Regions from separate parts of the Bombyx mori genome. Here region 1 is linked to region 2. Evidence: chromatin contacts called from public Hi-C data. All regions are on one chromosome and are shown on one strand. Each heading gives the region's core, a stretch centred on a gene start, on an enhancer-like site or on the middle of the called end of the contact. The rest is flanking DNA. Distances are from core to core; before and after follow the strand shown.

Region 1 (6,805 bases), core at 1,010-3,509, 53 kb after region 2:
CGTGAACGAATACTCAACATTTGTTATTCAGGAATGCGGCCCGATTAGTCGACATTCCAATGTAGTAAGCGGTAAGGTAAATTCGTAAATATCGATGGGTTTCACGATAAATTTAAGAGTTGTTTGTTGTTTCTATTATGTTATTGGTTAACAAAGAACATGGGTAACGCTTTTGCACACATAGTTGAGAGCATTAGACGTTACATTCTTGAGTTTTTGGGCACTAACCGTAGCTTTTTTCAAAGTATAGTTCTGACGTCAAATTTTGTGATATGGCGTTTTAGTCATTGAACATAACATGAAATAAAGTAGAACATAATTTTATATTAAGGAGGAAGAAGGAAAATGTACGTGTCGCAATAGCACGGTACTTTTTTTACTGTAAATTTAACGCAGCAGCTTGCGTCACCTAAATCACGTTGGTTTTAAACATTTTCCTCGGTTCCAACACACTGGCAGTGATGAAAATTTACGTGGCGCGACCAAGTATTAACGAGCGCGCATTGCTCTACAACTTCAAATAAATCCCGAGGGATGCACCTGCTGTACGCATCTAGAGCGATCTTCCACAAAACAGTAAAGAAAGCGCTTTTCCTAAACAATCATCGGGTTTTTTTCTGAGGTTATTTCAGCTTCACTCTAACGCGTGTAGGTGAGCTCACGGGGCTCAAACCGGAGTATTGCTAACACTGACCCTAGTAAGAGCAGTGCTGAATCTACCACCGGATCGGAAACGCGATTCACTGAGAAGATCCGACGAGAAACTCAGTGGGCTGTGTCGTTGGGTTAATTCGCACGGTGACCGGTGCTTGTGGTGCCTAAAAGCACCGTTAATGGATCAAAATCATCGGTGATGACGTTCAATGCGCTTGGAGAGTTTTGCGTTGTTCTTCACGTTGCGAAACGACAATCGCACACAGGTGTCAGTCGGAATGCTAAACGAGTCAATATAAATATGTGTTGAATATTCAAATAGTGTGTCAGTACATGGTCGTTTACGCGGCGCCGGCGCAGGTGTCCGCGCTTCAAGGCTGAAATTCAAAACAGCAGTCACGCATGCGTGAGCAGCGACTAACACTGACACTAGTTGTTAGAGCTATTCCGACTATGATTTGCCTCTCCGCTCGAACGATCATAGTCATACAGAAACCACGAAACGTTCATCGTCAAACTTATCAAGTGCAGTAATTGCACAGTTTAATGGACATGTATTGGTGAAATAGACACAAACAAAACAATTATAGTTCCATGGATGCATACTTTTAGTATTTATATTGGCTTTAACCAATTTCCATAATTTTCTACGTCACGAGAAATGTTGTTGTCCGTTGTAATTTACATTCAATCCTCATTAGAATTCTACTGAAATGTATGCTGTTTAATATTGAAATTAGATTATAATACATAATCGTTTGAGTCTGTGGCTTGTGTCGTTGTGAAACTCATCTCTACTTTTACTTCCCGCGCTTGCGAAACGCGCAGGTGTGCGCAAAACACAGACACGGCCGATTTCATTTATTTTTTTATGCAATACTGTCTCTCACGGCTTGCTGGCTGTGGTTGTGCTAGAGATTGTGATTTACAATGATTGAAACTGTTACAGTCTCAATTCTCATTATTATTATTAATGTTATATCGGGTACATTTTGAGGATTGGAGAATTAATATTTGTCGGTAGCTCTACATTTTAAATATTAAAACTAATTGTAACGATACATTAAACTTGTTCATTTTCAATGAAGTTTGAAATAGAATTTTTGTAGAGTGAATAATTGTTGAATGATATATCTTATAAAGAACTCACCGTTTGATTTCTGTGTTCGTGTGTGGAGGGTGATTTGCGGAGGATGGTGTTGGGCGTAGGGCGAGGGCCTAGCGGTCTCCTCTGAGGGCGGGGCTGCGGCGACGCTGCGCAAGGTGGCGACGCTAAGGCGCCTTCAGCGTCAAATTGTCCAACAGCTGGGTGATTCTCCAACGCTGATTGAAGGTCGCAGATATAGTCTATAACATGCTGAATCACTTCTAATTTGGAGATCTTTCTATTCTTGGGCATGAAGGGTACGAGATCCTGGAGCTTCGAGAGGTACATTTGTATCTCAGCGTTTTCGCCATCCCGGTGTCGCTGCACTCGACCGCTCGCGATCGCGGGGACCGAGGCGCCGGTCGCGCACACTGCTGTTATCGCTTTCATCTTGAGTCACTGAACACGAACACTGGGTAAAAATGTAGAGTCGCAACGCGATACGTGTTAATCGCACGAGTACTGAGCGAGGAATGAGGAGATGCTCGTTCCGTTGTAGTATTTATGTAGGTTGGTGGGGCGCGGGGCGGGGCCGCTTGCTCCAATGGGCGCGCGGGGCGGGGGCGCCGAAGCCTGATTTTTCCCATGGCGGCAGATTACGGGCGCCGCGTCTGCCTGCGCTGGGCGGCCCTGACTAAGGCCGTTGCGCTCCTGACATGCACTTTGTCCCATCCACCTTATTGTTTATTAGTGAATACAATATTTTTATGATTTTTACAGTAAAATTACATTGTATTATTTATGTCATAAAAGCACACTTCTCTTGTGGTTACATTATAGGAGTAATGTAGGAAAATACAGTAACAATTGTCAATCATAATAAATGACAAAGCATTTTAATAACTACGTTGACATAGAGCTAGTTTATTGAGCATACTATGTATGTACATGATAATAATATATACATGTATAGTTTTACAATATTTGAAATCATGATAAACATTATTTTTTTGTAGCAAAGTCATAGAAGTAACAGGAGAGTACAAAAGATACACAACAATTAGGTCGATATTTGAAATAGTCGGAATTCCAAAATGAAAGTTTTTTCAAAATATCAGTCTACGGAAGGGTGTTAGCGGGGGTGGTCGCAGGTGAGCCGGTGGTGAGCGGAGAGCGGTCTTCGAACAATGGAAGTACGTGAAGGCATCCACTTGTCGCGCTCACACGGAGCCTGCGTCAAAAGCCTTATTGTTTGACTCCGGTAAGTTTTTCGGTGATTTGTGTGAAATTAGCGACCTCTCTGTTGCCATAAAAACGAGCAATTATTCATCCATTTCAATTAAACGTTATGTAACTAAAATGAAATAAAAAACGACAACGACAAAGCCCTGTTTTATTTATGTTCTAATCATTTACAATATACATATAATAACTTTTTTACAGACTGGTAAATATGGGAGACATCTCACCAAAGTTGTTGTGAACTATAAACATATTAATCTATCTATGGTATACCCGAATCAAATTCTCATGCAAAATGGTATTCTTTAAATCGTATTAGTCATCTAAATTTTTAGTCAGTTCCAAATCGGTGACCACACGGAGGCTCGTATCGTAATAATAAAACGGTGAGTATAAAAAGTCGGGGCCAGCAAAAAGTCCCGAGTCACCTTGGAGGCGGGAGTAAAGAACTCAGGTAGTGAATTGCTTCATTTTGACTTATGCGACTTGAGATTAAGAAGTGTTTACACCATGATACTGCTTATTTATAGGTGTATCACGATCAGAGTTGAATATAATATTTTCACTGGTTTAAATGTAATACATATCCTAAATAATTCAATTTATAGTATGTATTTTTTTATACAAAAAATGGTATTACTGATCAGATTGGATTTGTGGTAGATAACGGCTTGGCTCTGTCCTTGCCGTTTCTGACGTGCATGAGTGACGTAACCACTCACCGCCAGGGAGGCCTTATGCCCATTTGGAGCACAAAGCACTATAATAAAATATGCTACTTATTTCTGCCGCAAAGAACTCATGCGCTCAGGTTTAAAGGGTGGGACAGCTATACAATAGAATTGAAACTCCGACTCCGATAATTTAAGTAATGAAAGTGAAATACAAAATTCTGAATCGATTTTTACGTTTCGTCTGTATGACGCAGCTTTATAAAAAGCGTGTTATTTTTTCTGTGAGCACGTCCTTAATGCTGGATAATGTGTTCTGATAAATTGGTCCAAATAACGTAATTTAATGGTAACAGACGGTGATGTGATTCGATGTGTGGTTTTGAGAGTCATTATTCGATTATAATTTCTGTTATGCTAGAAAATATATACGGAATATTTTGTTGTTAATTAAAATACATTTTTTGGTTGATTTGTCTATACATATTTTTAAACAATGCTATTCGCATTCGTGAATGAAAGTCGTTGTGAGTTTTCGTTCATTTCATCGCTAGTTAGAGTTAAAACAAGTTTCTAATAGCGTGAATGAAAATATTTCCAGAAAAGAATTAAGATTATTGTTAGATATTTTAAGATTGTAGTCTGTAGTAGAAGAAAAAAGGAATGAAATTTACCAATTTTAAAATTAAAGAATGCAGATTTTTTTGCCTTAACTAAGCCGTCATAAATTATTGGTTGTAAGTTTAAAGCGAATATCGTACGTTATCACGCGAAAGAAATATATATTCGTTTTTATTTTATTTTTATTTCGAAATTGATTTAATTTCACTGATATCTCTTTTAGGGTTAGGTATATTTGAATGTTTGTTTATGCACGTATATTATATCTACAAAATAAGTCGAAAAATACATACTTTCCGAGTTGTAGATGAATAATGACTTAACCTCTAAGTACCGCACATTTACCTTACAAAAGAATGGTTCATCAGTAATAACTCAATTTTAGGTGTCAAAACGTGTCTTCGCGTCTACCTGAGATATTAAAGATCATTGGGCGTTTTTTACCCGCTTTTTTTAAAGTCGCGAACATAAACCAAAACACTTTTAAATCATAGTGCTTCCAATCATATTTAATATTATGTGGTTATTTTAATTCATAACAATGGGAAAATGGAAATAAAAGTAAAATGAAATTCATATTTTAAGTTGACTATTTGTCCTAATTACTAAATATGACCGCTCAGTAAGTTAAAATATCACTCCGTGGTATTTTCGTAAAGTCAACCTGAGTAAAGTCAGAGACTATTAATGGTCGCTTTAAAAAAGACTTCAAAATATTCCGCCATGTTTATTTTAATGTAGCGCTTACAAATATGATGACTGATTTTAAAATAACTGCAGCACTTATCAATGCCACTTATCAGCCATATAGAGATAACGCTCATGCCGCAGAGTTTATAAATATAATAAATGAGAATATAAATAGAGAAAATGAATTGGCTGATTACGTGATTCGAAACAACTTAAACAGGCAAAGAGTTGCATTCACGCCGATAGAGGCAAACAATCCCGAATTAAGAGATTTTCCACAATTAACTTACGACGAGCTATTTTTATTTACCTTGGGAATTATACCATTTGAAATTGGCCAAATCTTATTGCCATGAACACATGCGGCCAAACGGAGTGTATATAATGGAATTATACCATCGCAGAGAGTTGGTAGAAAATAAAATATTAATACGAGGCAGAATACAGTCTCGTCACATAAGAGCAAAACGCTATTATACATATATACTAATAAATCCGGCATTGCAAGGAAGACAAAGCCTCGAAGGGTATTACTGTTCCTGTATACACGGCCGCCGCACTGTAGGGAGTTGCGCGCACATCGCCAGTGTGGTATACTTTTTATCTTGGGCTATATATCAAGAAGAATTTCACGCACCTGCGGCGTTTTTAGACGAAACTCTTGTAGATTTGGATGCGGCAGAATAAAAGTAAAGAGAAAAACATGTTTTTTTTATTCCTTTTTTCCTCTTGAATTATTGCACAAAAAAGTAAAAAAAAATATATTTTTTTAATGTCCAGTTTCTCCTTATTCCCACGGCTCACAGATATGGGACCTATACCATTGTAAACTAGATTCAATTGCCTATCCACCAGACCTAATTTCATTTTTGTTCGCTGTAGGTAAGTGTCCCATACAAAGGTGCCCGATGTCCTTTACAATCAACAGCCAACCTATTGTCCACTCACGTCCATCTTTGTTGTCCAGTCTGGGTTTGCATCAAAAGCACCTGCAGTGCAATTGACAGGATATTGTTTTAAATAGACAGGTAGGTACATATTATGGACAGTACGAATGAAAAGAGGTTTTATTTTTATTTGGTTCAGTAGAAAAATGTACATTTTTTTAAATGAATTTGAAGACTGCCGAGTTTACAGTCCACATTATGGTTAGTGGTCATCAATATTGATTAATATTAGCAATTTCAATGAGATAGCTCAATTGCCTAAAACTCTTCAAAGTCTCGTATGAAGATAGGCATATAAAATACACCTAGGAAACACCGTCAACTCCGTTCATTCCAAATCCAAGTATAGTAGCAAACATTTTTTATGTGGATGAACGTACCAGGTATATTATGTAATAGGAGTAGTTTCTAAGTTCAGTCTAGTGGTGAGTGTTGCGATGGTAAAACGGAAATGCCGGAATCATTACAGATCATTGTTCAAAGTACTTTATGCAAGCTTGTTGACAATGCTAAAAGGAAAATAAATACTCACTAAGAAGACTCCACGAATGTTTTTTTCCGCGCAGACTTGCATCGTTCAGTCTCATTCCCCACAGACACAGCCCACTGAGTTTCTCGCCGGATCTTCTCAGTGGGTCGCATTTCCGATCCGGTGGTAGATTCTGCGAAGCACGGCTCTTGCTAGGGTTCGTGTTAGCAACGTCGTCAGGTTTGAGCCCCGAGAGCTCACCTACTAGTTAAGGTTTCGCTAACATAGCCTCTCAAGGCTAGGTAGGATAAAAAAAAGTCTAATTCGACATAGACCTCTTGTACCGATGCGTGTGATTCCATCCACGTAGTGATGTGCCTATCTATGAGTTCTTCTGACTAATTTCGCGCTCACGTTGTGATGT
Region 2 (6,739 bases), core at 210-2,709:
TTTTCCAAGAAACCTATTTATTAAATTTATTAATTTCTTAATTAAAAAGTGTTATTTTAACGCTATTGCAACACTATGCAACACTATTCTACAATGTTTATTCCAACGTTGATCATGAGTGTTGTCGTTTAATAACTTTCTTGTAAGTTTATTCTGTTTAGACACTTAGTTTACAATAATTGTTAATACCTAAATGATATTAAAATTAAGTAGGACCACGAGCTGAAAAAAATCACATAGCATTTTAAAGCGAGTAATTATTTGTAAAGATATTTTTGTTTATAAATAGGTCACATTATAAATCATTCTTTATAACTACGCATTAAGTAGTTCTGGCTAAGAAGGGCAGTTATTTGTCCGGCAGGTTGATAAGACGGCGCCGACGGCTACTGATAAACTCTGACCGTCTACTTCCCCGACGTTTTGCGATATCCATTAGTTCTGTTTGTCAAATTAAATACGGTAAGAAAGTTTGTCGGAGTACAAATGTTGTTTAACGGAAAAGAGGTTGTAATTGAAATATCTACATAGCTTTGTTTGAATTTATCAATTCAATTGAACAATGGGCAAGAGAGAAGATTTTTTAACATTGGAAATATAAAAAAGTATTTCATAGATACGGAAAAAAAATCCAGAAAAATCGTCAGCAGTGGACAGTGGCATAGTCCTGGCTTTGCTGATGTCCATGAGCCACAGTAATCCCATACCTTTAGATTGGTAATAAGTTAAACTCACCTGCCTTTTTTGGCGATAGAAATCGTATTAAAAAGAATAACACTATGATTGCTTTAAAATTAAGCTAGGATTATTTTGGATTCACGTTAAACAATCAGGATCATCTTGATTAACTTTACCGCCTGTTTTGGTATGTTTTCCATTACGATACGCTAAATTATTGTAGCTTACGTATTTCACTACACCTGTGTGATTGTTGCCCGTTTTGTAAGGCTCATAAAAATTCACGTTTGCAAACCAAATATGGAGTGAGGAATGACTGATGTCCGACAGTGATTTCTTTTAGTACTGAGTTCCTCAGTGTAAGGCAAAGACAAGCTTCCTTGCGTAGTCAGGTATAAAAAAAAAAACTTACGTAGCTCTCTCATATTGGGTCTAAAAAGGAGATCACGAATGTCAAGTATCGAAAAAGGAATTTCACGAAGCCAGCTTTTTGTACAGCTGCATGATAAAATTGATACTTTACATTACAACGCTTAGCTCGTATCTTTATGAATCCCATTTTAATACAACATTACGGAGACTGTCATAAATCCGTGCTTTTATAAGGTACTTAAAATTTACGTAGATACGTATTACTTGCTTAGCGCAGTCCGTCTCGGGTTACAGCTCGGAACAAAACGTGAAACTTGGAATAGTTATTTTCTTTGTATTGAATAACACAAGCGACCGCATTGCGGCAATTCATGCTGTCTCTTTTGTTAAATGGATGCGCAGGCGCCGCACTCCATGTCAAGTCAGTGCTTAGTGCGCTGACGTCATAGTTGGTCACGCTAGCGAAAAGCGCAGTTTACTCACAGTAGATTGTTGTTATCGTAAAGAAGTTGTAATTTGAAATGTATGAATTTTTGGTTAGTAATGTGTTGAGTTCGTTGCGTGAGCAAAAAATTTTATGGTATCTATGGCATATTTTACGGTGCGTTTCCAGAGATAATTTTTAGTCACGTACCGTCTGGCTCTGGATTTAATTCCCAACAGTGTTTCCTGAGCACTACTTCAAACGGGGTTTACGCTCCTTGCGGTGGGCCATGACTTGGCTGCATTGTTGACGTGAGTGGTCGTAACCACTCGCCTTCAGGTGGACTGTACGCTCGTTTGCCTAGAAACGAAAGAAAATAATAATTTGGACAACTCTCAGCAGAGGCAGCGGTTCATTTGGATCCTGAATTCGTAGTCTCATCTGATCTGAAAGACAGACATTGTAACTATACTGAGACCTTAGAACTCATATCTCTATGGGCTCCAGTAACCACTTAACACCAGCTCGTCCACATATCTAAGCAATAAAAATAAAAAAAGACAATCAAGGCGATCATCTGTTAGGAGCGCCTGGTAACATTATGTCACACATACTACAGTAGTTGAAGTTCAATTTAGTTTAAGCACTAATTGTGTAGGCATAAAAGGGGTGTTTCGACAAAACTCTCGGTGTGTCGACAGTTACTCTTCTGTTTCTGTCTCGACTGGTGCCACTGCGATCATGTCGCGTACTCGACACCTGCAAATCGGAGTCAATGCTCTCTCGTCGCATCGTAGGTACAATGCACGTGTGCGAACGAATAGAAACTTGTTGCCGTACTGAATTTGCATACACTGCTACGTCAAAAACGTTTATGTAATTGCTTGAGTTCTTTGAAGTTTACGAACAAGCCTCCGAACGAGCTTCCATAATTTCAACGACAAGCCTATGGTGGGTAAAGATCAAAGGCTTTTTCTTTTTCTTAACTAAAGAGAGTTTTTCTTTGAGTTTTTTTATATTTATCACCGTGATTTGTGAGCTTTGACACGATACGGTGTAGGTCTAGCATATCGTTCGCATTTGTCTTCTTTAGTCAAATAGCTAGTCTTAAATTATCAGTGTCTGTTGAATTACTGATTGACTGACTCGGTAGTGCAATAGTTAGCGTCTCCGACTGTTGGGCCGAGGGTGGTGGGTTCGATTCCCACAGGCTTGTTTGCTCTCTCTGGGTGTTTATTATGGATATATGTATTTATTTAAACGTATATAAGTATGTATGTCAGTCTCTAATACCCATAACACAGGAAATTCTAATTTGCGGCCAGATGACCGGGCGTGATTTGTTCCCAGTTTATTAGTTATTATTATTAATTACAAGAGATTTGCCACCATCGATAGAAGCGTACGCTACTCTGCGTCTGAAAGCACTAAAACTCATCCCATTAGATGTCAATTGAAATCCATCATAACTTGAGATTTCGCATTGTGCTTGCTGTCTTTGGGCTCCAGTAACCAACTAAGATAGGGGTTAGTTCGTCTGTAAAAAAAAAATTTACAACAAGCCCATTATAAAATATAGCCGAATGCCGCATAAAACGGTGCAGCCATTGTAGAAAGTACACGGGACACAAATAAGATATGCGTCAATGATTTTATTAGGATAAAAAATGAATGCAAGAAATTTTGTATTAAAATGTTCTCAAATAAGGATTTTGTAGATAGAATCAATGTGAGTGAGCTCGGAGAAAAGTTCCCAGTCTATCTGATGTTAGGGGCTGCATATGTCCATAGATACGAAATTAGACCTTCGCTCTATAAGCATAAGGCAATTCCCATTATAGATCGAATTCTATCGGAATAACGGTTTCAGTTAACTAAAATATGTCTCGCTCGTATTTTTATTTTTATGTTCTTTTGTTGCTTAGATGGGTGGACGAGCTCACCGTCCACCTGGTGTTAAGTGGTTACTGGAGCCTATAGACATCTACCACGCAAATGCGCCACCCACCTTGAGATATAAGTTCTAAGGTCTCAGTATAGTTGAGTATAGTTACAACGGCTGCCCCACCCTTCAAACCGAAACGCATTACTGCTTCACGGCAGAAACAGGCAGGGTGTTGGTACCTACCCGCGCGGACTCACAAGAGGTCCTACCACCAGTAAAAATCGTATTTTTGTTATTCTCATATTTTTGTATGTGTATGGTATTTATGTGGTAGAACATAGTGAAGACTTGTAAAAAAGTAACTATTAAGTATGGTCAATTCATTTGAGAGAGTTGAATAGTTTTTACAAGAAAATCATATGCGTCTAAATTTTACGTGTTTTCATAATTTTTAGCCGTGTTCTGAATCGAGGTGTTACGTCACAATCGACTGGCCGTCTGTAAATATGTGCTGTGTTATGAGCAGCACACGTGGACGTTATATATACCATATTATACAAAGTTTGGATAAGCAGATTAATTTCGATTTGTGACTTAAAAACGATTTAATACATGGAACCATGGAACCATGGCACCCTGCCTATTTCTGCCGTGAAACAGTAACGCGTTTCGGTTTGAAGGGTGGGGCAGCCGTTGTAACTATACTGAGACCTTAGAACTTATATCTCAAGGTGGGTGGCGCATTTACGTCATAGATGTCTATGGGCTCCAGTAACCAATTCACACCAGGTGGGCTGTGAGCTCGTCTACCCGTCTAAGCAATAAATAAATAAATAAAAACGAACAAGAAAACTCCTATCGGGTTTCACTGTGACTTTCGCTAAGTATGTTATATAGACATGGGTTTGGAAAACGATTCGCGCGTTCTGTGTGCATATAAACATTATGTTAGAAATCTTTCTTAATTATAAACAAATTTACAAATTAACGAATCGTGAACGCAAAGAGAACGTACTTACAGACCGACAAATATTCTTTCTTGCAGATTTTCAAGCAGTTTATTCGTAAGTAAGCATTGTCTCGGTCATATCACAAAAGAGAAAAGTTAGTATATCGCTAAGGATGAGGACACATGCCGCTATCACTGAGCCCCAGGACTACATTTGACTTTATGTACAATGACAATTCTTATAACAATGGTATTAGAACACTCTCAAAGCCTTTCGAGTCCACTCTCACATGAGAGACATCCATGATACGTATATCGGGTAATATTTCCGTGTTTGTATGTACGTATTTCAAAATAAAATATTATGAAGGAAAAACCTTAAAACACAGTTTTATGCAATTAGATTAGAAATTAGCCGTTGTAACAATACTGAGATCTTAGAACTTATATCACAAGGTGGGTGGCGCATTTACGTTGTAGATGTCTATGGGCTCCAGTGACCACTTTACACTAGGTGGGTTGTGAGCTCGTCCACCCATCTAAGCAATAAATAAAAAAAATCTTATTTTCAAAACTTAAGTTATTAAGTGCGTGACTGATCGTGTGCTCGTTGCTGGTTTGAATGGCGCATCCTAACGTTGTCAGCGGCAGGCTGTGTCTGCGCAGCTTATGGCCTATTGTTCGTTAACAAACGCAGGAAACTGTAAAGTCGAAAGTCCACCTTTTGAGACGCTCCTACACATCTGAGAACACGATGCGTGTTCAAAATGGTTTGGCTTTTTTATTAATAGTTGTTCAAGATCAATGGATTGTTTTTTTTTCTCTGTTTGTTGTCTCAATTTGTTGTCAGAAGATCAAAATTGTTCAAAATTATAAATGATGCGGATCAAAATAATACGAACCATGTTTACTTATCGATATTTTTTCGACGAATTCTCGGTCTTTGCGAGTCGTAAACATAATTTAAACTATTTTTATGACTTAATCAATCGTCCGTAACCTCGAAAACTGTAATGTATTCCAAAATAATCGGAAATAATAAAATGAAAATAATAAACACGAAATTAAATAACTAGAGGAAATATCGGGTTTTTTTTTTTTTGCACATAACTTAGAAGAATCGTTTTAAATTGATTTAATTATAACAATTTTTAAACTTGAATTACATGAAGATATCGACTAAGATCATAAATGTGGATTGTTTAATTTAAAATATTCAGTTGACTTATGTGTAGACACTGCTCAAGTAGATATCGTTCCGACAGGTAGGTCGCAGGTGTCCATCCATTCGAGAGTTCTAGCTACAAACAAGTTCATAAACAATGTTGAAAGAGATCTCGACGCGGTTTTTAAATTTACCAACATGAAAAGAAAGGAAGTCGAACGCTTTTGTCAAGTGCGTAATATAACAATTATTTTGTACTAAAACGTATTGTGTACTGATAACAGTTGTTACTGCAACATCGGGCGGTTGTAAAGAGCTGTTTGGATTTAATTTCTTTTGAAGTGTGTCAGCACCTGAGAATTTTGTACCCGGTGTTGTGAATTGTAATTGACAAAAATGAAACGGCGGTTGTATGCATTTATTGTAGCAGAATTCGACAGAGGGAAAAGCCCAGTGGTGTATTTTTATGCTCATCATTTAGCTCATCATTTATCTGATTGCAAATTCGTTAAAGCTTCAAAGTTTCTGACATAATACAATCAACATACATAGCGCGTGTAGTTTTAACTGATTGGTGTATTTCACAAATTTATCTCTGTTTAGCCCTAGCGGTCGTATTTAATGTATTCACAATATTAAAATTCAAGTTAATAAATTTTGAAGAGTTTTTGATATTGAAATAAAGGCTTTTTAAACTCATATGTCCGTATGTTTGTTATATGAAATGATTGAACCCATTTTGACAATACTTTCATTGACAGTTGGATGATGTCTATTTTTATTAATAAAAGATATAACTATAGGTACATAGAATTCCTGCCTGAAATATTATTTTTATTGCCAATGTAGGCAGATAGTCCTTCAGTCAATATTATGATGACTTGTTATTGTATATGTAAATCAGTAATGCCAGGGCCGAAGCCAAACTGATGCCTAGTGCAAACAATATTATACGGGCAAATGTATGTACGTAGGTTGTAGTAAGAACTGCAGGCTCACCTAGCTATAACTCAAATTAGCCACAACTTTTTTGTTGGCAGGACAGTTTACTGTTTGCCCGTATGCTTTTCCAGTTTCACTGGGATAGGTAGGCGATTACGGGCTTAGGCCAGGAGGCTTATGATTTTCTAACACATGTCCGAGAAAATCCAGCGAAATTTTGCAGGCTAATGTTATGGGCTAGGCTTTCATGTCGAACTCGCCAAAGTTTCTAGTGTTGGAGTTGCAAGCGTCTAGCAACAATGCTAGTGGATCTGGTGAATCCGT

The links. A called contact is a pair of places that touch in the nucleus more often than the background predicts.
Region 1: a Hi-C map of posterior silk gland shows a contact between it and region 2, with 1.6 times the contacts expected there. The contact joins the promoter of LOC693081 here to the enhancer-like site in region 2. A contact is called at or near these places in 5 of 7 Hi-C or Micro-C datasets (middle silk gland, posterior silk gland, an unstated tissue and 1 more).

Annotation. Positions count from the first base shown.
Region 1 is chr11:14,882,183-14,888,987 of ASM3026992v2, forward strand. It overlaps LOC693081 (extramacrochaetae protein), which reads right to left and starts at 2,260. Exons shown (of 2, transcript NM_001046834.1): 1 at 1,805-2,260. The coding sequence starts at 2,191. It overlaps LOC110386380 (a long non-coding RNA gene), which reads left to right and starts at 2,388. Exons shown (of 2, transcript XR_002431570.3): 1 at 2,388-2,681; 2 at 2,758-3,126.
Region 2 is chr11:14,829,837-14,836,575 of ASM3026992v2, forward strand. No RefSeq gene overlaps it. Among protein-coding and RNA genes, the nearest start is that of LOC101738508, 15 kb to the left of the region's middle. Within about 2 kb of position 1,460, at least 7 of the 8 cell types and tissues checked have open chromatin away from gene starts, as enhancers often do.